Regions from separate parts of the Mus musculus genome. Here regions 1, 2, 4, 5, 6 and 7 are each linked to region 3. Evidence: chromatin contacts called from public ChIA-PET, Hi-C, HiChIP or PLAC-seq and promoter capture Hi-C data. All regions are on one chromosome and are shown on one strand. The core of a region is the stretch at or near the end of the contact, and the rest is flanking DNA. Distances in the headings are between cores, read along the strand shown.

Region 1 (2,791 bases), core at 251-2,750, 630 kb after region 3:
ACTGCTGTCTGCTGGGCTGCTGTATCAGAGCTGGTGGCCCTGTGTGTCGGGTGTTAGATTTGGGAAGAAGAGAGTTTGTGGCGATGTGATTTGGAAGTGTTTAAAAGGTACTCGGTAGGCAACTGAAGGGCATCTGACCCCTGGAAATGATGGTCAGAGTTGGAGATAGCGATTTGGAAGGTGTGATAGCAGACGAAGGCAAGCCTGTGAGGCCAGGAAGCAGGAAGCAGCTGGGCACGTTCCAGAAGCTGAAGGCCACGGGCGAGTAGGCTGAGCAGTGGAAAAGGGCAGTGGGTGCAACTCAAAAGATCCTAAGTGGGAGAGGAACACGATGTGATTTGTTTTAGGAAAGATGACAGTAGCTGTTGTGTGGGGAACATTTCAGAGAAGTGAAATTAGCAGAAACACTAAAAGCTACAGGCCAGGGCCCAAAACTGGCACCAGAGTGAAGGGGGGGCGGGGGAGGGGATGGAGAGACACATGGCTTTCAGAGTTGTTAGGATGACAGGCTCCAGCCTGAAAGCAGTCTGCACCGCCCTTCTTCCAGAACGGCGGTGGCTCTTGCGAGCTGGAACCGCCTGTGTCCTTGTACTAGCACTGAGCATTGCCTGGTACAGGAAGCCATGGTACTTACATTAGTTCCAGCTTCATTTCCTTACCTGTTTCTGTGTTTTCCCTTGAACTTTTGCGATATACTTTTCATGGTTTTTTCTGGTCAAAGAACTGTCCTTGGCGCCCATGCTAATGGCACACTGCTAAAACACCCAGGAGCCACTTGCCCACCTATACCTCCCCAGCCGGCACACCAAGCAAGTTGAATTTTTTTTTTCCAACTTATATGTCTGGGAGTTTTGCCTGTGTATGTCTGTGCATTGCATGCATGCAGTACCTGGTGCCCACAGGCCCAAAGATGGCGTGGGATCATGGTTTCTGACAGCCATGAGCTGCTACATGGATGCTGGGAACTGAACTCTGGTTCTCAGGCAGAGCAGCCAGTATTCTTAACGACTAAGCCATCTTTACAGCCCTGTGTGATATCTTAGGTAATTATCAAAATGGGAAGTTGGTATCTGCACGATCCTTGTATAATGTTTTGTTTAGCTGCAAACTGATACTTGGTCATAAAAACTAGAAACTGATTTGGCCATTCTGTCAGGCATTTTGTAAAAAGCTAGTGGAACTTTTAAAAAGCTGTCGTGCAAAGCCATGCAGTGCTCATGGCACTTGATGAGATGGTCCTGATGCTGGCTGGCTCCAGAGTAGTCTCCGCTCTTGGCATAGCTGGAGGCTTGAGGTTCCATACCTGAAATGAGAAAAAGCCCAAAGACAAGAATGTACATTTTGAATTGAGCTCTAAAGCTCTGAGGTATTCTTGCCCTAATATAAGATTTCTTCAAACTAGAAATGGCTTGAGGACTTGTTTTCTTTGTAGTGTAGGTCATTTGACAGAATGTTCTGGCGCCTTTGCGCCCTTCGGTGTGAGTCATGCCATTCTTTTGAGGCTCTGAGGGGTGAAGGGGAAGAGAACAGAATTTGTCTACACTGTTGGCCTCACCTCTTGCTCCCTGTAACTACACAAACATGGTTCAGGCGTGCCTAGCGCTGCTTACTGTGAGGGTGTGAGCTTGCTCGCCTTCGTCTCACCTGTATGGATTCAACTTCAGGATACTTGTATCCGAGCCACGGGGAGTCTGCGGCTCCCGCACGTTTAAACAAGCTCCCCTTAGCTTTCAAGATGTCTACTTGGAATCTGAAGCAGCAAACATACTTGTGTATGTTTTTCTGTACCTGAGCTTACATCAGAGCAACCTTGTGACTCAGAAGTCACCGCCCCATGGCAGTAGTGGGGTTTTGGTAAGGAGTGGGGGGCTGGGGACAGATGGGAAGGAATGTACTTCAAGTACTAGTTGGCACCTGTCTTGGAGCTGCTGTCAGGCTAGAGGCTTAGCCAGCGTGCCTCTTGAATGCTGTCATCTCTCACCCTGTAAGTTCAGACACCCGGAACCCCAAGCACAAAAGCCTGTAGCAATTACCCACAGGGATCCGCGTATCTGCCCCCCCTCCCCCAAAATGGAGCTGCTTAGGAATGTGCACTGCATTCTCTTCACAGATCCAGGCAGCACCTTCATTCCTTAGTAAACATCTAAACCCAGGCCTCCCATGGGTTTCTTCACAGTCATGAGGGTTAGCCAGTGCCTTCCCTAGGGACAGCATGACTTGTCCGCTCCCCTCTTGTGAAAGGCAGAATGAGTCGTGTCATTCTGGCCTGCACCAAGCCTTCCTCTGGCCTAGCCATGGCACCGCCTCAGGCACAGCACACAGGAAGCTGTACTTTGTTATTCTGAATTCCTGGCTAGCCTCATGTTCTTGGATGAACCAGTGTCCTTGTACACAGTGTCTCTCCTCCCTCATTGATCAGGGTTCTTGGCTGAGCAGCTGACAGCTTCTGCAGCCGCCTGAGTAATGGAGCCCAGCTCTGTAGCAGGAGCACCCACGGTGGCCAGCACAGGACCAGACTTGCCTGTGTACTGCCTCAGCCCAGCCCAGAAGCCTCTAATTACACGTCTGCTGTGTGCAGGAGCCCAGGTGGCCTGGGCCCAAGCGGGGGTGGGGGGTGGGGTGGGGGAAGCACAGGTCTGCTGTCACTGAAGGACGGTGCAGAGGCCCCTAGAGCAGCAAGGTCCAGACACACATTCCAATTTCATCACACCCCTCTCTGAAACCACTGCCACACTATGTCATCTACCTACAGACCTGCCCATGTGCCCCAAGAAGAGTCAGAAACTGACCT
Region 2 (2,700 bases), core at 18-2,517, 700 kb after region 3:
ACTCAACAACAATCAAGCAAACAAAATGCCCCCAGACTATCCACAAGCAAGGTCTTGGCCCCCGCTGGCTCTCCTCAGCCCCTACTCCTGTCCCCCTTTCTCTGGCAGCCCCCTCATCTATTTTCCATTTTAACTCCTAGTTGTTTAAAAAGTATATTTATTATTTAATGTGTTACAATTAATTTGTTACAAAAACAATTGCATGAGTTTTATTGTATAAAATGCACGCAGGGACATGTGGAGGCCAGACCCTCTGGAACTGGACTTACAGGCAGTGATATGTCACTGTGTGGCTCCTCTGTGTGGGTGCTGGGAACTGATCTAGGGTCCTTTGCAGGAGCAGCGAGTGCTCAACTACTGAGCCAGCTCTCCAGCCCTGTGATATTTTACTCTTACATGTAAAACAATCAACCCAAACCAAACAAAAACAACAACAACCCACCCCTAAATCTATGGATGCTTATGGGTAGGTTTCATGTGAGGGTAAGTTTTTGTGTCTCTTAAGATAAATGCACCCAGAGAGTCAGATGTTTCTGAGTTTGCTTTTGTTTACTTTGTGTGTGTGCTGAGATCAGAAGACCACCTGCAAAGGGAGATTCTCTCCTCCACTTGGCTGAGTCTCTCTTGTATCCACCAAGCAATGTAGACTAGCTAGCACTGAGTCTCCATCCCCGGCCCCACCCCCATTCCCCACCCCTGTCTTTGCCTCTCATCCATCTTGCCATAGGAATGCTGGTCTCACCACTGGATTTGGCTTCAAAATATTTTCTTAATGGAGCTGGAGAGATGGCTCCTCTGGCTGAGAGCACTGACCGTTCTTCCAGAGGTCCTGAGTTCAATTCCCAGCCACCACATGGTGTCTGACAGCCACCTGTAATGGGATCTTATGCCCTCTTCTGGTGTGTAGGTGTACATGTAAATAGAGCACTGACTTTTTTTTTTTCCTAAAGGAAAAATAGTTTTATGTCTCTCCCTCCCCGAGAGAGAGAGAGAGAGAGAGAGAGAGAGAGAGAGAGTGTGGTGGATGTATGAGAGGAGGAGGTGTAATGAGGCATGAGTGCGTGCGTGTGGGGGCTATGGATGTGTGTGCATGGTGGAATGCATGTGGGGGCACGGGTGTGTGTGGGCAGTCACATGCAAGTGCATGTGTGTAGGTCAGAGGAGTCCCCGTGGGAGTAGGTGCTCTCCTTCTACCACATGGTTCACAGGGATTAAACGCAAGCCTTCAAGCTTCAGCAGCAGGTGCTTTTCGCCCAGCTACCTCGCCAGCCCACATCTAAGAACCCCTCCCTACGTCCTGGGTCGGAAGGGTTGAGACTTTCCCCAGTGGTAGTGTCTACGTTTTACACTTTTGTGTTTGACATTTAAAGCTATAAGTTAGCTAGCTATAAAGTGTCAGAACTTAAGGTCGAGACTTTTTCTTTTTGGGGCTAGGGAGCTGTGCTTGCCATATTCCAGTGTTACTCAAAGAAACAGTCTCCCTTCTCTGTCTACCCACATTTTTATTGGCTCTGTGCTCATGAGGGGGTGGAGTCCCTGATTATTGGCAGTTCTTGTGAGGGGGCGGAGTCTTCTGTTACAGCTGTGTGTCTATTCCTGCACCATCGAGTCTTGATTACTGTGATGATAATATCAGTCTCAAAACTGGGTAGAGAGTAGAGGACCCTCCCCGCCCCATCTTACCTGTTCAGGTTTGTTTTAGCTGTTTATTCTGTTTCTTTTATAGTTCCGTGTAAACTTTATGAGATTCTTATCTGTGTCTACAGAAAGGCAGCTGGTACTCTGATGGAGGTGTCGTGAAATCTGCGGATCTTCCCGCTAGCTGTCCCTCTCCATGAACCTAGTATGGCTCTCCATTTACACTTCCTCTTTCCTTACCGATATTTTATAATTTACAATATATAAGTCCAATATGCCTTTTTTTATTTTTATTTTTTAAGATTTGGGCCTGAGTATTTACTGCCCCCCTTCTTAGCGCGCGCGCGCGAGCACGCGCGTGCATGTGTGTGTGTGTGTGTGTGTGTGTGTATTTTTGCACACATCTGGGCATACCTGTGTGGGAGAATGTGCACGTGGACGCCCTATTTTGGTGTCAGGAATCATCTTTGATTTTTTTCTTTCATCTTTTTCATGGAAGTGGGATCTGTCAATCAAACTCAGAGCTCACCTATATGGCTGGGCTTGCTAGCCATCTTGCTCTGAGGATCTGGTCTCCTCTCTCTACCCCCCAAGTCTGGGATTACAGCCAGGCTGCCATGCTCACGTGGTCATTTTGTGGGATTCTAGGGATCCGAACTCACATCCTCATAAGTAGGTGGCCAGCACTTTAGTCACTGAACTATCGCCTCTGTCTTCTTAAAAATCCTTTTCTAAAGCTTTTCTATGTGTATATATATATATATATATATATATATACATATATATATATATATATGCCTGTGTAAGTGAATGCTGTGTGTATTGGAGGCAGACACCCTGGAGTAGGAGATTGTGAGCTCTCTGACCTGGGTGCTGGGAACTGAACTCAGGTCCTCTGCAAGAACAGCAAGCCCTCTTGGCCACTGAACATCTCTCCAGCCCCATTCCTTTGTTTGTTTTGTTTGCTTTTGTTCTTAGAGAACTGTTTATTTTCTGTATGTGAGTACACTGTTGCTGTCTTCAAAACACCAGAAGAGGGCATCAAATCTATTACAGATGGTT
Region 3 (2,700 bases), core at 201-2,700:
TTTGCCCCTGAGCCATCTCGTGGGTTCCAAGATAGGGTTTTGTTTGTCTGTCTTATTTTAAAATATTGTTTGGTTTTGGGTTTGTTTGTTTGGTTTTTTTTGGACAGGGTTTCTCCTTGTAACTTATCTGTTCAGGAACTAGCTCTGTAGATTAAAGGCTCACATTAGCACTGACTGGCTAGCTATCATCACTTTTATTTTTTCTCTTTTCTTCATTTCTTTCTTTTTCTCTTTTCTTTTCTTTTCTTTCTTTCTTTCTTTCTTTCTTTCTTTCTTTCTCTTTCTTTTTTTTTTTTTTTTGACAAGGTCTCATCACTATGCCCCATCTGAATTAGAATTCACTATGTAGACCAGGCAGGCCTTGAACTCAGAAATCCGCCTGCCTCTGCCTACCCACAGCTGTGGTTAAACACCAGCTTTATTTTCTTCATCAGAAGGGTGAAATGGCTCCACCCTGCGCTTCCGGACGTTTGTCACATCATTGTGGAATATTACTAGTCTAGACTTTTGAGAAATGCGTCGGGACGACTTGAGTATGAGTCTCAAGAACTGGTAGGTCAAGAACATCGAGGCCACAAGCAGGGGAAAGAAGTATTAGATCTTTAAACAAAGGAACATTAACATGGATGAAGAATAAATCCACACTGAGCTAGTACACCAGAGAAGTAAGGAAAGTTCTAAAGTAGGGTGGAGTGGCTGGGTGGGTGTAGCACAAAGGTACTGCCTTATTAGCGTGAGCTGGACAGTAGGATTCGGTACCCTCCACACAGTAACAAATGATTAGGTAATATTAAGGGAAAGGTCACTTTCCCTTGGCTACCTCGGCCTGAGACTCACTACAGCAAGGACAAAAGGACGGGGTCACCTTGGCAGATGGCACCAGAGAGCCAGGACCAGCGGCGAGGGCGCTCAGTGCGCAGGCGCAGTATCCATGCATTTCCCCCTCATCCCCCCCACCCCCACCCAATTCCACGCGGGAGTGAGGCCCTCTGGCCGCGCATCAACGTTTCCACACCGCCGGGGGCTCCAGAACCTCCCGGTGGGGGGTTGGCCGGCTGGAGGGCCGAGCCGCGAAGGTCATCAGCAAGGTCGTGGGCCGGACGTGTGGCGCCGCAGCCACGCCGAGTGCGTGTGAGACTCGGAGTACGTGCGGCGGGCTCAAGCCCTCATGCCCGCCGCGCAGCCCAGCCCCGCCCCGCCCCGCATCCGGGCTCCGTAGACCCTCGGCCGGGCCCCAGGTTCCCAGCCGGAGGCTCGCCAGGCATTCCAGCTATGCCCCAAGCAGGCTAGGCCCAGAAAGGCAGGACAACCCCCGCCCCCGTGCCCTCGCCCCTAGTCTGGGCAGGCCGAGCGGCCGCCTCGGTCACGCTCTTCTATTGGAGTGATGGCACGCTGAGCCAATGGGGAGGCGGCGCGGAGGGAGGGCGGGCCCGAAAGGGGAGAACTGGGCGGGGCTTAACGAGCAGGAAAGGAAGACAGAGTGGGAGGCGCTTAGTGCTGCTCCGGTACAGGGTCGCGCTCGCGTCTGTCCTTAAGGCTCTCCTCGGTGTCCACGGCACCCTCTTTCCTTGCTTTGCAGCGATCCTACTGCCAGGTATGGTCCTTGTCTCCACCGGGGTCAGCTCTCCTACTAGCTTCGCTTGGGGACCCGGTGGGCACGTGCACCCACTAGCCTGGGCGGGAGCCGCTATCCGGGGAGCACTCGGGTCAGCCTCGTGGAAGGACGCAGGCTCTTGGAGGGTGGAGGTGTGAGCCCCACCAGTGATCACCGAGTTTCAGGGTTGCAATGTAACCGGGTTCCCAAGCAGACAACAGCAAATGCAGACCACGGATGATCGCGGCCGTGGAGAATAGAAAAGTACTTTCTGTGTAGTTAAGTGGAAGGTTTCAGAGGGAGGGAGAGCAACTTAAACCCCCGATGCTCATTAAATCCTTTCTCAGAATGGAAGGGCCAGAAATAAGGATGCCCAAGAGGCAGAGCGCCACACCCTAGTAGATCCTGCTGGGGCTGTAGCTCCTGGACCGCAATCGAGCGTCACTGGGCGGGAGTGGTCCAGCCCATCTCTGCTGTGGAATATTCCTGACCTGTGAGTGTCGGTTAGGTACTAAGAGTAGAGGAAATTGCAGCAGTCCCGTTGGATAATTGGGAAGCCCTCAGGAGACCTCGACGCAATTAGGCAAGAGCTACAGGTTTCCTGGGTGGCTACTAGCCGGCCGTGAACTGACTTAAGATGCATTTAAGAAAACTTCCTGTTCGTTCTGGCCTAGGCAGTGTGGTTCCTTGGCTGACTCGCTTTCGGGATAGACCACAGCTAGTCTGCTGATTAGCCTGACCGATAGGTCCACTTTTCTGCCCTTGGTCTGGCGTTCAATCCAGATAAAGACAGAGTGGGTGAGATTTTCTTCCTTTGGTTAAATACGTTTGCTGCCTAGCCTAAAGATCCAAGCTAGATAAAAAGGGTGGAGGGAGGGATCAACTCCTACAAGTTGTAAGGTCTTTGCAGAGCAAAGTGTGGCACGTGGGTGCTCCTCCGCCCCCATAAAGGAACCAGCCATGGAGATGCACACATGAAAGTGTAGCGCTAGGGATGCTGAGGCTGGAGGATCACTGAGTTCTGGTCAGTCTGGCATTCATAGAATCGGGCGAGTAAGAGAGAAGACAAAAGAGTATGGTTGAGGAATAGTAAGGTTTTGTAACAT
Region 4 (2,729 bases), core at 136-2,635, 560 kb after region 3:
GTAATTTTGCTACTGTTATGAATAGTAACTTAAATATCTGTGATTTCCAATGACCTTAAGCGACCCATGGGAAAGAGTCATTTAACCCCCGAAGGGGTCATGACCCACAGGTTGAGAGCCACTCTTCTAGGCGATCCCATGCCTCTGGCCTCTGGGGTGCCTATGCATAAGCACACACACCCATATTTACACACATTATTTTAAAAGATAAGCACAATTGCCAATAACAAGGGGGCAGATGATCACACAGAGAACCCCACGAGTCAGTTCATTGTATGAAACCATCAGGGATACCTGGGGTTTCCTAGCGATCAGTCTGTACTGAGATGTTTCAGAATCTGTGTTACGTAGGTTGACGAAAAGGGTGACCCAGAATGCTTCCAAGCACCAGGGAATAACGTCCACCATGAGATTTCAGTCATTAACCTCAAACTAACCTCAGGCCTCTATCTAGGGTCAAGAGCCAGGGCAACGGTATCAGAGATAAAGCAGAGTGCTTTACTGTAAAGCCTGAAGACAGTGGACACAGCTAAAACCAATATCGCCGTGCTGAGAATCATTTTTATGAATTGTAAAGACAGTTTGGGAGAATTGTAGAGGCAGTTATTGTTGTTGTTGTTGTTGTTATTTTGCTGTTTGGTTTGGTTTGGTTTAGTTTGCTTTAAGACCAGGTTTCTCTGTGTAGCCCTGGTTTCCCTGAAACTCATTCTATAGATCAGGCTGGCCTTGAACTCACAGAGATCTGCCTGTCTCTGCCTCCTAAGTGCTGGGATTAAAGATGCCTGACACCACCACCGCCCAGCGAGGCTGGCCAGTTTTTATTAGAACTTGGGAAAGCGAAATTTAAGTAAATGTTAACTGGATCCTGTAAATGTTATGAATTAGAATTTCCTGTAAAAATTTCCTTAGATTTTCCCACTGCGTGTTGCTCATGGTAGTGCCATTGAACATTAACCCCCCTCCCCCCCCCTGCCCCAGGAACTGAGAATTAAGAATGTGTGCTGTGCCCAGGAAGTCAGAAGACATCAGATGCCCTCGAACTGGGATCACTGGTGGATAGGAGCTGCCATGTAGGATTTGGAAACCAAACCCCAGTCCTCTGCAAGAACATCAGGTGCTCGTAACTGCTGAGCTGTCTCTCCAGACCCACGTCCAGAGAATTTTAACCTTCCTTAACTTTGGGATTTTCCCATAGACCCAGAGATGTCCAAGTGCAACTCTGCTGGAGAGGATCTCCCAGCAAGAAAACCTATGGTCTCAGTTCCTAATTTGCTACCTGCTAGGATGAGGACAGAGTGCCACTCAACCTCTCCAGCCTCAGTCCCCTCATCTACAAGATGGGCGTGCTTTTTCTGATTGGGGTCACTGTGACTTGTCACGTTAGCCTCTCAGTGAGTCAAAGAAAGAAACCCCAATTTTCACAATCATGGCCACAAAAGAATACCACACCAGACTCTTCTGAAATGCAAAGTTGTTCTTGCTATCCACTATAAAAAAAGAAAAACTGTGACAAAGTTGAAACAAGAGGAATACATGCATGTGTACATACACACCGTACATGTATACACATGTACACAAAGCACACCCATACACAGACACCATACACATGCACACACATTCACAGTATACACACATACACAAACAGACACCATACATGGGAACACACACACACCACACATGTATACGCTCATTCACACACGCATGCATGCATTCATGCACACACAGCATGTGCACATGCATATATACATGCACACACTCACATGCCCACACACCATGCACATACACACCAAACATATGTGTGTGTATATACATATACACATACACATACACATACACATACACACACACACACACACACACACACACACACACATACACATACATATACATATTCACATACACTCTCTAGGCTACGGACCCACACTCATGAGACAGGACGCTCAGCGTTTCTTTCTGTGTCTGTGTCACCATGCTTGTGATATTATGCTTCTAAAGTTCTGTCTATATTCCTGGGAATTTCATATTGCTTTTTCCTGAACAATAGTCCATTTTGTATATTATCACATTTATCCATCCATGGATAGGTGGACATCCTGGCTGCTTCCAGTTCCTTGCTATCATAACTAGAGCAGCACTAGACATACTGTGCCAATCCCTCTGTGGGCAGTGCTGGATGCTGTAAGCATAGCCGGAGAAGTGGAGTTGGGTCATACGGCAGGTCCACTTTCCATCTTTCTGAGGAACCCCCAAACTGATTTCCACATGGCTGCGCTCATCTCTGCTTCCACCAACGGTTTTCATAATCTGAAAGTGTGCCCTCTTTTCCTCTGTTTAAGCCTAGATCAAGTCATTCCATGTGGTGTCATTTAGTAAACGTTATTGCTTCACATAAAGAGTTGTTTTTTTAAATTAAAAACAAAAATGAATGTTCTAAATATTTTTTTAGTGGGAATACTATGTCACAGGACTGCCACGGTCAGGGATAACGAGTCACTTGAAAGCATGATGCTGGAACAATACAGGTTGGTTTGGTTTTTTTAGATTTATTAATTTTATTTTATGTGTATGACTGTTTTGCTTGCATGAATGTCAGTGTAGCACGTGTGTGCCCGCTGCTTGTGAAAACCAAAAGAGGGTGTCAGATCCCCCGGAACTGGAGTTATAGGTGGTTGTGAGCCACAATGTGTGTGCTGGGAACTGGCCCCAGGACCTCTTGCAAGAGCAGCTAT
Region 5 (2,700 bases), core at 51-2,550, 600 kb after region 3:
TAAAAACCACACAATCCAGTTATTATATTTATCAGCTATGTGCCTAGATTGGGCAGATTTCGCTCTATACAAACTCAGTCCCCAGCTTCGAGACCCTTTGCTTCTTGCAATTTTTCCCTGCCACCGGTTCTGCTCCATCTTTGCTTCTTCCTCCTCTTCGGTCCTCTCTCCTTCACTTCTCCTTCTCCTCACTTTCCTGCCCCTGCTCTTAAGACCTCCCACCTTTCCCCTCCACTGCCCATTCATAGGCTCCAGCCTTTATTGGCCAGGCAAAACGGGGAGAAGGTTCACACGAGATCACCTGAGTACGTGGTCGACTGCTCGTCGAGGGCAGCCCCTCTTGAGGAAGCAGAATTGACATCAGAATACAAACAGCATCGGGCAACCCACAGCACAATCTACTATGCTGCCAGTCACATAAAAGCATGGTGCCTACAATTATGTCCAGGGACTATACTTGCTAATAAGCGCCTGTGTGCCTGTCTTATCACTATACCATACACTGCGTCACTGCCGTAGAGCATACTCCTGTCATACCTTTAAAAAAAACAAGCCTGCTGTAAAGCACTATGCGTGTGGCTGGCCCTGGCCCTGGTCACGTGACTGCTGCATCTCTTCTTGCCCTGAGAGGCCACAGGTACACCTGCTACACCACTTGGGTGTGTATAAGCGTGCAACGTTGGCGCTCCCAGGCAAGTGTGACTCTGTTAAGTGGTGTTCAGGCAGAGATACCCACTGACATCTGCGGTGCTTAGGGAAATGATCGAGTCGGCTACAAAGGAGCTTGATGAAGTGGGATGGGGTGGGTGGTAATACGGAGCGGACAACTGATAGGACAGCAGGCAGCTTTGAGCGCACACGCCATACAAGTACATGATTATCCAAGTCTTCCCCGGAATCTAATCACATCCTTAGATCAAAACCACAATCGAAACAAAACATGAACAGAAGGTAAAGGTACCCTGACGTCATGAAAACCTCCAGCCTGTGAAACATCCCATCCTTAGTGGGGGGAGCAGGTTCAGAGCACATGAGGCCATTTTAACAGCGATAAAGATAAATACAGAGCTCAAATTCCATGGAATATATGCTTATAGTGAGTCTGTATTCAGCTTCATACGTGTTAGACACTCTGTCCATCAGGTTCTTGGCTGTGAGGAAAGCTTGGTGGCTAAACAGGTCTCCCACAGACGGCCACGCCCCACAGACGGCCACGCCCCACAGACGGCCACGCCCCACAGACGGCCACGCCCCACAGACGGCCATGCTTCGTGTGCTCCGCTGGACAGGCTTCCGTGCCTCCATCCCAAGCTCAGGTCCTCCTGCTGGAGCTGGGCCATGCTGCTCAGAAAGCACCACTGCAGGAGACTCACTTAGCCCTCCCCTCCCTTCCCTTCCTTTCCCTTCCCCTCCTCCCCTCCTCTCTCCTCTTCTCCTCTCCCCTCTCCTCTCCTCCTGTCTCTTTACTCTTTCTTCTTTAATCAGACCTTAAAATCCCCCCATTTAGAGTGATCTCTTTGCACCTCAAACCCAAGTTCAAACTTGATTCCAGCAGCTTCATCAAAACTCAAACACTGTGGAGAATCCATTTTTAACGAATGATGGTCCTTGGATTCCGGCGCGTTCCGTGGGTGTTTGGCACTGTTGGGGGTTTCCTTCCTGCTCTGTTTGATGAAATCTCTAGTTATAAGCCTGTTAGGTCACCGAGACTCATAGCCAGCCAAACCTCATCTGAGGCATTTCTGTGGGTTTTCCCGAATACCCCTCAGCAACTTAAATCCTGAGAGTCAGTGCCAGCTACCAGGGAAATTAAGTGCGGGCCTACAGGAAACAGAAGTGACTAACAGCTGGCGATTGCGCAACGTCCTCTCATGGGCATTTTCCATGGCTGGGAAACAAACTCAAGGGCACAGTGGGACACAGTAAAGTGTTCACAGACATCCTGAGGTGCAGCATCTACAGACACATGGAGAAACTTCTGGTTGGGTTCCTGGAAGGACTGAGGTTTGAGTCATAAACTTCTGTGCCTAGGGCTTGTTCAATTATATCTGGATCGTCGTGATTAGACACGATCAGAATCAAGTGCTATCAAAGGTTGATCTTTAAACATTTTATAGGTACACAATTGCCCTTTATTCATTAAAAAAAATGAATTCCTAATCTTCTGAAATCAAGAATCAGCCAAAGAAACCCATGTGGACCTTACTCTGCAAAGTTAACATTGCACAGGCATTGGAGACTGTGGTACTCTCAGGAAAACAGAAAATCTATAAAATGATCGCCGATTTGTTGTCCAGATCTAGTGTGTGGGTCAGCTTCCCTTCTCTGCGACTAAATAACTCAATGAGCTACATCTTTTGATCACCACCTCCCAACTCCACGATGGACTGGCGACCAGCTCACCGATGCACGGGCCATCAGAGGATATTTCCAGTTCAAACTCTGGTGTTCAGAATGGGGAAAGCATTAAGAGATAAGCAAGCATGGGCATCGCTCAGCAGTGTGGCAAAGCTATTACAGAGGGGGAAGCTGGGGAGGAAGTCTGGCCATAGGACAGCTGGAAACATATTAAAAGTCACTACCATAGTAAGACCTCGTCTCAGATACGGCAGAGAGAAAGAGAACCTGTGCTGGCTACCCAAGCCCACAGTCCAGTGTTTAGAAAAACAACAGAAGGTCAAAAACTGTCATTGGAAACAT
Region 6 (2,700 bases), core at 105-2,604, 810 kb before region 3:
CTCTCAAACACAAAGGTACCTTTGATAATTTATTACAATGAAATGGTCACATGTATCTGGGATTTCAAATCCTTCCCTTTAAAACTGCCATTAAACATCATGATTTTATGCAAAATTGTTCTTTAAAACCCCCGACGACGCAGACACACACAATATACCACGATCTAAATCGCGCCCCTCTTTCTCGAACACCCTTTTAAAAAGATTGAACACCTTCAAGATGCTCCTCACCACCCCACCCCCGTCTTCAGACCCTAAAAGAAAGAAAAGCGAGTGGAGTTCCGAATGAAGAAACGAGAGAGAATAAAGGAGAATAAAACGAGAGACCCTCTTGCATTCTCTATCTCTGGAGAATTTTAGTGATCGAGTAAACATACTGAGACGGTAGCCCAAAGTGGAGCCAAGGGCTTCTTACAATACAGCCAACCTGATGATGAATGACTACTTCCATTATATTTCATTATTCTTGAAAATGCCATCTCCGTTGCCTCCCCAATCCCAAGAGCCCGACACCACCAGGGCAAAAATCTGTCCCCATCCAAAGCGCCAAAGAGTTGCCAAGTAATCCTTTCAAGGTGCCCCCCCCCACGCCCCAGCCTCCTCACCTCGTCAGCGCTCAGCTCCTCCATCGCTTTCCTCTTAATGGTGAAAGGCGTTAGAGAGATCCTTCAGTTCTTGAGACCAGGGCGGGAGCAAAGGAAGAGTGGAAGGTATCTATCGGGCTGTCTGGTCCCCCAATGGGGGAGGTTTCAGAATTGCATAGTCAGAGGTTAAAAACTAAGAACACGAGGCACTGAATCGCCTTGGCTTCGGCCGCTCGCACCGCCGCAGCCTCCTCCAGCAGCAAGCGCCCAGAGCTGCCGCCTCTGGCCACGGCCACCGCTATGGGGTCCTCTCCAGGCGCCACTGACTCCCCTCAGCTTCCCAGGTTACCCAGGGCGGGCGGCGCGGTCTCCAGCTCGGCTCGTGCCCGCTGCGCGCCGTGTCTTCGTGGCGGTGACGCGGCAGCTGCGTTTTTTTCTCCCGCAGACCCTGCTCCGGGTCCCACCCCTGGGCCCAGGCGGGAACAGCTCCACTGCACACTGGATGCCCCCGAGGCGCGGCGACCCTACAGCAGCCCAGGCAGAGCCCAGCACCGGACCGGGAAGCCCCTCCCCTCTAAAAGCAGGCCAGGCTCGCCCCGCCTCCACGCGAGAACCCCGGTGGGGGGCAGGGGAGGGACGGGACTGGCGAAGCCCTCGCTGGAAGCGTAAATCCTCCTACCCCTCCAACCCTACTCTTACCCCCTCGCCCCACCAAGAATTATTCATCAAAACAACAGGGCGGCCATCTTTGAAAGGGGTCACGTGACCCTCGCCGGGGAGGCGGGGCTTCTCGCTCTGGGATTCGCCAGCCAATAAGCAGCGGGCGTCGCGCCGCCGATTTCCTCTTCGCTTGCATCCTGTCCCCGCCCCCTGCCCCACCCCCTCTTCCCTGAGCGGCGCCAGGCGGGGGGAGGGGCGAGAGGGGCTGCTAAGAGGAGACGAGGAGGAGGCGGGGCGGACAGTCACCATGGAGACTGAGCGGAGGCGAGGGGCGCGGTGGGCGGGGCCCAGGTAGAATTGCTGAGGGCAGGATGTGCCAATCCGAATATGGCCCTTCCACGGGCTCTCCCCTGCGCCTTGGGTTTCTGCGGTGCTAGTTTGTTCCCATGTGGATCCTGCTGTGGAGTGACTTGGAAATCCTCCAGGATGCTGCAAGCCGGCTACAGACATTAGAAGAACTGAGGAATCGGAAACACATTTGCTTTCTGCAGGGAGCATTTAGCACCATCCTGCAAATACCTTGTCCCACTCTTTTCCTCCCCCAGGAAAACCCATGGAAGAAAACTAACAGGATCTTAATTTTATTTTACCTTGTTCTTTTAGAGAGGTGCTCTGCTTTAAGGGTGTAGAGACTCAAATTATTGAGAAATGTATTGAACAATGACTTAGTAACTAACCCTTTGTAATGCCAGCTCGGCCGGACAACAAAAACTTACTTTACAATCAATGTATAAATACAAATTGAAAAATCTAACAGAACCGTGAAAATCCAGATTTTGCCACAAAGTATATATCGTATGGCTTACAAAAGCCATAATCATCTCGTTCTTAATTGTTCTTGAGACAGAATCTTGCTATGTATTTCAGATAGCCCCAAATTTGAAATCCTGCCTGAACGCTGGGGTATGCACCACCATCACAGATTACCCAACTATAACATTAATGTATGTATATGTGTATACATGTATGTATTTGAAACAGGGTCTCGCTGGCCTGGAACTCACAGAGATCTGCCTGCCTCTGCCTCCCAAGTGCTAGGGTTCATTACCGGCTACTCTTAGCTGAACTATAATCTTAAACATTCCACTCCTGTTTAAAAGAGTTACAGTTGATCTTATCCAAGGGGACAAGAAGTGACTAAAATAGTTACAATTTGTTTGCTACATGCTAAAAATGGGAACATGACTATTAGATATGCAAAGAGTCTGTGAGTAAAATTAAATCGCTGCAGGCTTTTCAGGACTGCATTCTACTTTCCAGGAAATGAATTCTGTGTAAGCCATTTTGCACCCCTAGTTACACTGATGTCAATTACATTGTTTTTCTGAAAACATGATAATTGCCATGTAGCCTCAGATTAAATCACACAAGTAAAGTATACAATGGCTTTAGGGTA
Region 7 (2,700 bases), core at 34-2,533, 550 kb after region 3:
TGAGTCCTAGTACAGAGCAAGGCAAACCATCGGAAGATAGCAGAGAGGAGGCAAAAAGACGCCTTCCACTCATGGCTACAACACACATGAGCCTTTCAAATGGCTAGGGCTAATTGTGAGCACCACCCACCCATCCACCTACCCACCCATCTACCCATCCATCCATTCACCCACCCACCCACCCATTCATCCACCCCCCCATTCATCTATCCACCCATCCACCCATCCACCCATCGTTCTATCCATCCATCCATCCATCCATCCATCCATCCCTCCATCCATCCATCCATCCATCCATCCATCCATCCATCTGGCAATCACTGACGGGCCTTGGGAATGTAATAAAGGTTTAGTCAACCCACTACCAGGAGTCGTTTGCATCTGCCAGGCCTCAGAGAACCAGTGCAAATTACAACAGCCAGGCCACAGCCTCCTGGGTGTGAGCTGAAGGAGCAGGGACACCCTGGGAAGAGAGCAGCTCGCCCAGTCCTCAGGGAGTGACTTCACGACCCGACTGGGACTTGAGGACATGAAAACAGATTGTCTCATACCCACTTGAACGTGCTGGGCTGCACGGACTTCATGTTTGTAAATTTTCCACTGTCTCAATCAAGTTGGGGTGGCTTTGTAAAAATTATTATTTCTATGACTATCATTACTGTTATTTGGCCTTGCTCTGTGCTTTGACTTCCCTTGCCCTTTCGATTTCCTTTCCAGCCCTCAGGTCCGGCTGCAGCTCTCAGAGGGACCTTTCCTAGTAAATTGTGCTAAACACAGCACTTCGGCTTGTTTTCATTCCTCTGGTATTGCAAGGCCCACCTCCAGGCTCCAGGGAAACCATGGGGGGCATTTTCCAGACTGCTTTCCAGTATAAACACAGCTTGAGAGGCCTGCCTGGCTTCACTGCTGCCCACATCTTTGGGTCTCTGCTCCCTGCTCCCGGGTTGGGGGCAGGGAGGGAGACCCCTGACCTCCTGTAAATATTTCAACACAGCCAGTTCTCTGAGGAATTACAATTTGTGCTTTTGCGTCAACTCTGAAGCAATCATGAGGGAGGCCCTATTTTTATGGCCTGGTGTACTTTCTCGATAATGGGACATTTTAATACTACATTTTTTATGGCTATTAACAAAAGAACTTCATGGCCTAAAACTCTAGGGTTGGGAGGGACACAAAAGAGGAGTCCAAGTAATTAGATCGTGGTGTCTAGTTTGACCCAGCCAAAGACACCGGCAGATCTCAGAGAACTCTATGGGATTGAGAAATCTTTCTGGCTACAAGCCTGGCCTGCTAAGTTGAGAGCATCCATGCCCTTAAATGGAGCCTATAAAGCAAAATTCAATGAGAGTATCGGAACAGAGTGTTTCATAGCTTCTCTTTCCCTCATGTGTGTATATCATATCCACGTGCGTGTGGGAGCATGGACCCGTGTTTGTCCTAGGAGGTCTGAGGCTCATACTGGGTCTTCCATGAATGTTCTCCATCTTATCCAATGAGATGGGCTCTCTCAGCTGAACCCAGAGCTCACCAGTATGGTGAGTCTGGCTAGCTAGCTTGCTCTGTTGAATCCTTGTATCACCCTTCCTAATGCTCCAATTATAGGCAGGTCCTATGGCCATCCAGCATTTACAGGGGCTCTGGGGATCCGAACTCTGGTCCTTATGCTTGCACGGCAAACACTTTAACAACAGATCTGTCTCTCCACCCCAGGACAGAATGTTACGAGGATACAGGACAAAATTCCTGGTAGGTACCAGCAACTGTGAGCAATACTCAACATATACACATACACACATACATACACACATACACACATACATACCCATACACATACATACAATGGTTTTTTCTATACATGTTTACCTTTGATTAAATTTAACTTACAAATTTGGCACAGTAAGCTATAAGCCACAATCATTAATCATAACAGAACAATTATAGCAATATGCTGTAACAAGGGTTAAAGGTATACCGGGCAATGGTGGTGCACGCCCTTTAATCCCAGCACTCGGGAGGCAGAGGCAGGCGGATTTCTGAGTACGAGGCCAGCTTGGTCTACAGAGTGAGTTCCAGGACAGCCAGGGCTGCACAGAGAAACCCTGTCTCAAAAAAAACAAAAAAGAAAAACAAAACAAAACAAAATAAAACAAACAAACAAAAAAAATTAAAGACTTATAGTCTCTCAAAATGTCTTACTGTTCCTCTCTACTCTTAAAGGAAGCAATTATGGGGCTCCTCTTTGTCACATTTCAATGGCCAGCATCATAATTCTTGGGTTGAGGATCATGATTAAATAAGAGTAACTTGAACAGACGTGTAGTGATACCACGGCAGTCAAACTGATATCCAAGACGGCCACTCCATGACTAACGGGAGGGTAACAAACACCTAGAGGACTCCTGCTCTAGTTACAATGTAGCAAGCTTTCTCCCAGATGTTTAGAAGGCATACAATTTAAATACTGAGAAACAAACTCTGATGGTTGAGGGCCTCTGCCAGGCGGGTCCCCTCAGAGAAGGAATTGTCCAGTTGACTATGGGAAAGGAAAGTCACAAGAATCTGGGACACACAGTTTTGTGTTGCCAGAGGTAGAAATGCAGTTTCTGATCTCTTCCCCTACCCCATGCACAGAAAGAAATACGTGGGGGCAGGCACACACATGCTGGTGTGACTGGCACACAAGTGCTGGTGTGACTGGCA

Evidence for each region. Promoter capture Hi-C pulls out the DNA fragments that hold promoters and counts their contacts. A called contact is a pair of places that touch in the nucleus more often than the background predicts. ChIA-PET counts read pairs in DNA pulled down with a chosen protein or histone mark. HiChIP or PLAC-seq counts read pairs in DNA pulled down with a chosen protein or histone mark.
Region 1: a contact with region 3 is called in a promoter capture Hi-C map of hippocampal neurons, with 2.7 times the contacts expected there. The contact joins the enhancer-like site here to the promoter of Eno1 in region 3. A contact is called at or near these places in 4 of 39 promoter capture datasets (the 3T3-L1 cell line, the HPC-7 cell line, hippocampal neurons and 1 more), 15 of 115 datasets of contacts at active chromatin or transcription factors (the NIH/3T3 cell line, acute myeloid leukemia, bone marrow-derived macrophages and 8 more) and 4 of 9 other capture datasets (adipose tissue, embryonic stem cells, macrophages and 1 more).
Region 2: an RNA polymerase II ChIA-PET map of memory CD8 T cells shows a contact between it and region 3, with 12 read pairs. The contact joins the enhancer-like site here to the promoter of Eno1 in region 3. A contact is called at or near these places in 3 of 39 promoter capture datasets (HPC-7-derived erythroid cells, cranial neural crest and pre-B cells), 1 of 15 datasets of contacts at CTCF or cohesin (CD8 T cells), 2 of 484 Hi-C or Micro-C datasets (both in CD8 T cells) and 6 of 115 datasets of contacts at active chromatin or transcription factors (effector CD8 T cells, embryonic stem cells, large pre-B cells and 3 more).
Region 4: a contact with region 3 is called in a BATF HiChIP or PLAC-seq map of CD8 T cells, with 5 read pairs. The contact joins the enhancer-like site here to the promoter of Eno1 in region 3. A contact is called at or near these places in 1 of 39 promoter capture datasets (liver), 4 of 115 datasets of contacts at active chromatin or transcription factors (CD8 T cells, effector CD8 T cells, memory CD8 T cells and 1 more) and 1 of 9 other capture datasets (liver).
Region 5: an HNF4G HiChIP or PLAC-seq map of pancreatic cancer cells shows a contact between it and region 3. The contact joins the enhancer-like site here to the promoter of Eno1 in region 3. A contact is called at or near these places in 1 of 39 promoter capture datasets (cranial neural crest) and 4 of 115 datasets of contacts at active chromatin or transcription factors (bone marrow-derived macrophages, embryonic stem cells, large pre-B cells and 1 more).
Region 6: a contact with region 3 is called in an H3K4me3 HiChIP or PLAC-seq map of bone marrow-derived macrophages, with 5 times the contacts expected there. The contact joins the promoter of Ube4b here to the promoter of Eno1 in region 3. A contact is called at or near these places in 1 of 484 Hi-C or Micro-C datasets (embryonic stem cells) and 1 of 115 datasets of contacts at active chromatin or transcription factors (bone marrow-derived macrophages).
Region 7: a contact with region 3 is called in a Hi-C map of uterus. The contact joins the enhancer-like site here to the promoter of Eno1 in region 3. A contact is called at or near these places in 2 of 39 promoter capture datasets (cranial neural crest and liver), 1 of 484 Hi-C or Micro-C datasets (uterus), 3 of 115 datasets of contacts at active chromatin or transcription factors (effector CD8 T cells, embryonic stem cells and memory CD8 T cells) and 1 of 9 other capture datasets (liver).

What each region holds. Positions count from the first base shown.
Region 1 is chr4:150,869,546-150,872,336 of GRCm38.p6, forward strand. No RefSeq gene overlaps it. Among named protein-coding and RNA genes, the nearest start is that of Errfi1, 16 kb to the left of the region's middle. Within about 2 kb of position 1,501, at least 189 of the 459 cell types and tissues checked have an H3K27ac peak or open chromatin away from gene starts, as enhancers often do. A contact at or near this core is called in the NIH/3T3 cell line, adipose tissue, epiblast stem cells and 3 more, where this site is marked.
Region 2 is chr4:150,938,879-150,941,578 of GRCm38.p6, forward strand. The region is part of intron 7 of Tnfrsf9 (tumor necrosis factor receptor superfamily, member 9); the gene reads left to right. Among named protein-coding and RNA genes, the nearest start is that of Tnfrsf9, 20 kb to the left of the region's middle. Within about 2 kb of position 1,268, at least 37 of the 459 cell types and tissues checked have an H3K27ac peak or open chromatin away from gene starts, as enhancers often do. A contact at or near this core is called in CD8 T cells, effector CD8 T cells, memory CD8 T cells and 1 more, where this site is marked.
Region 3 is chr4:150,235,747-150,238,446 of GRCm38.p6, forward strand. It overlaps Eno1 (enolase 1, alpha non-neuron), which reads left to right and starts at 1,451. Exons shown (of 12, transcript NM_023119.2): 1 at 1,451-1,594.
Region 4 is chr4:150,800,531-150,803,259 of GRCm38.p6, forward strand. No RefSeq gene overlaps it. Among named protein-coding and RNA genes, the nearest start is that of Gm51276, 3.9 kb to the left of the region's middle. Within about 2 kb of position 1,386, at least 5 of the 459 cell types and tissues checked have an H3K27ac peak or open chromatin away from gene starts, as enhancers often do. A contact at or near this core is called in CD8 T cells, where this site is marked.
Region 5 is chr4:150,835,826-150,838,525 of GRCm38.p6, forward strand. All of the region lies in intron 3 of 1700045H11Rik (RIKEN cDNA 1700045H11 gene), which reads right to left. Among named protein-coding and RNA genes, the nearest start is that of 1700045H11Rik, 18 kb to the right of the region's middle. Within about 2 kb of position 1,301, at least 56 of the 459 cell types and tissues checked have an H3K27ac peak or open chromatin away from gene starts, as enhancers often do. A contact at or near this core is called in bone marrow-derived macrophages and pancreatic cancer cells, where this site is marked.
Region 6 is chr4:149,425,277-149,427,976 of GRCm38.p6, forward strand. Ube4b (ubiquitination factor E4B) reads right to left here and starts at 1,355. Exons shown (of 27, transcript NM_022022.3): 1 at 606-1,355. The coding sequence starts at 629.
Region 7 is chr4:150,784,063-150,786,762 of GRCm38.p6, forward strand. No RefSeq gene overlaps it. Among named protein-coding and RNA genes, the nearest start is that of Gm51276, 13 kb to the right of the region's middle. Within about 2 kb of position 1,284, at least 69 of the 459 cell types and tissues checked have an H3K27ac peak or open chromatin away from gene starts, as enhancers often do. A contact at or near this core is called in liver and uterus, where this site is marked.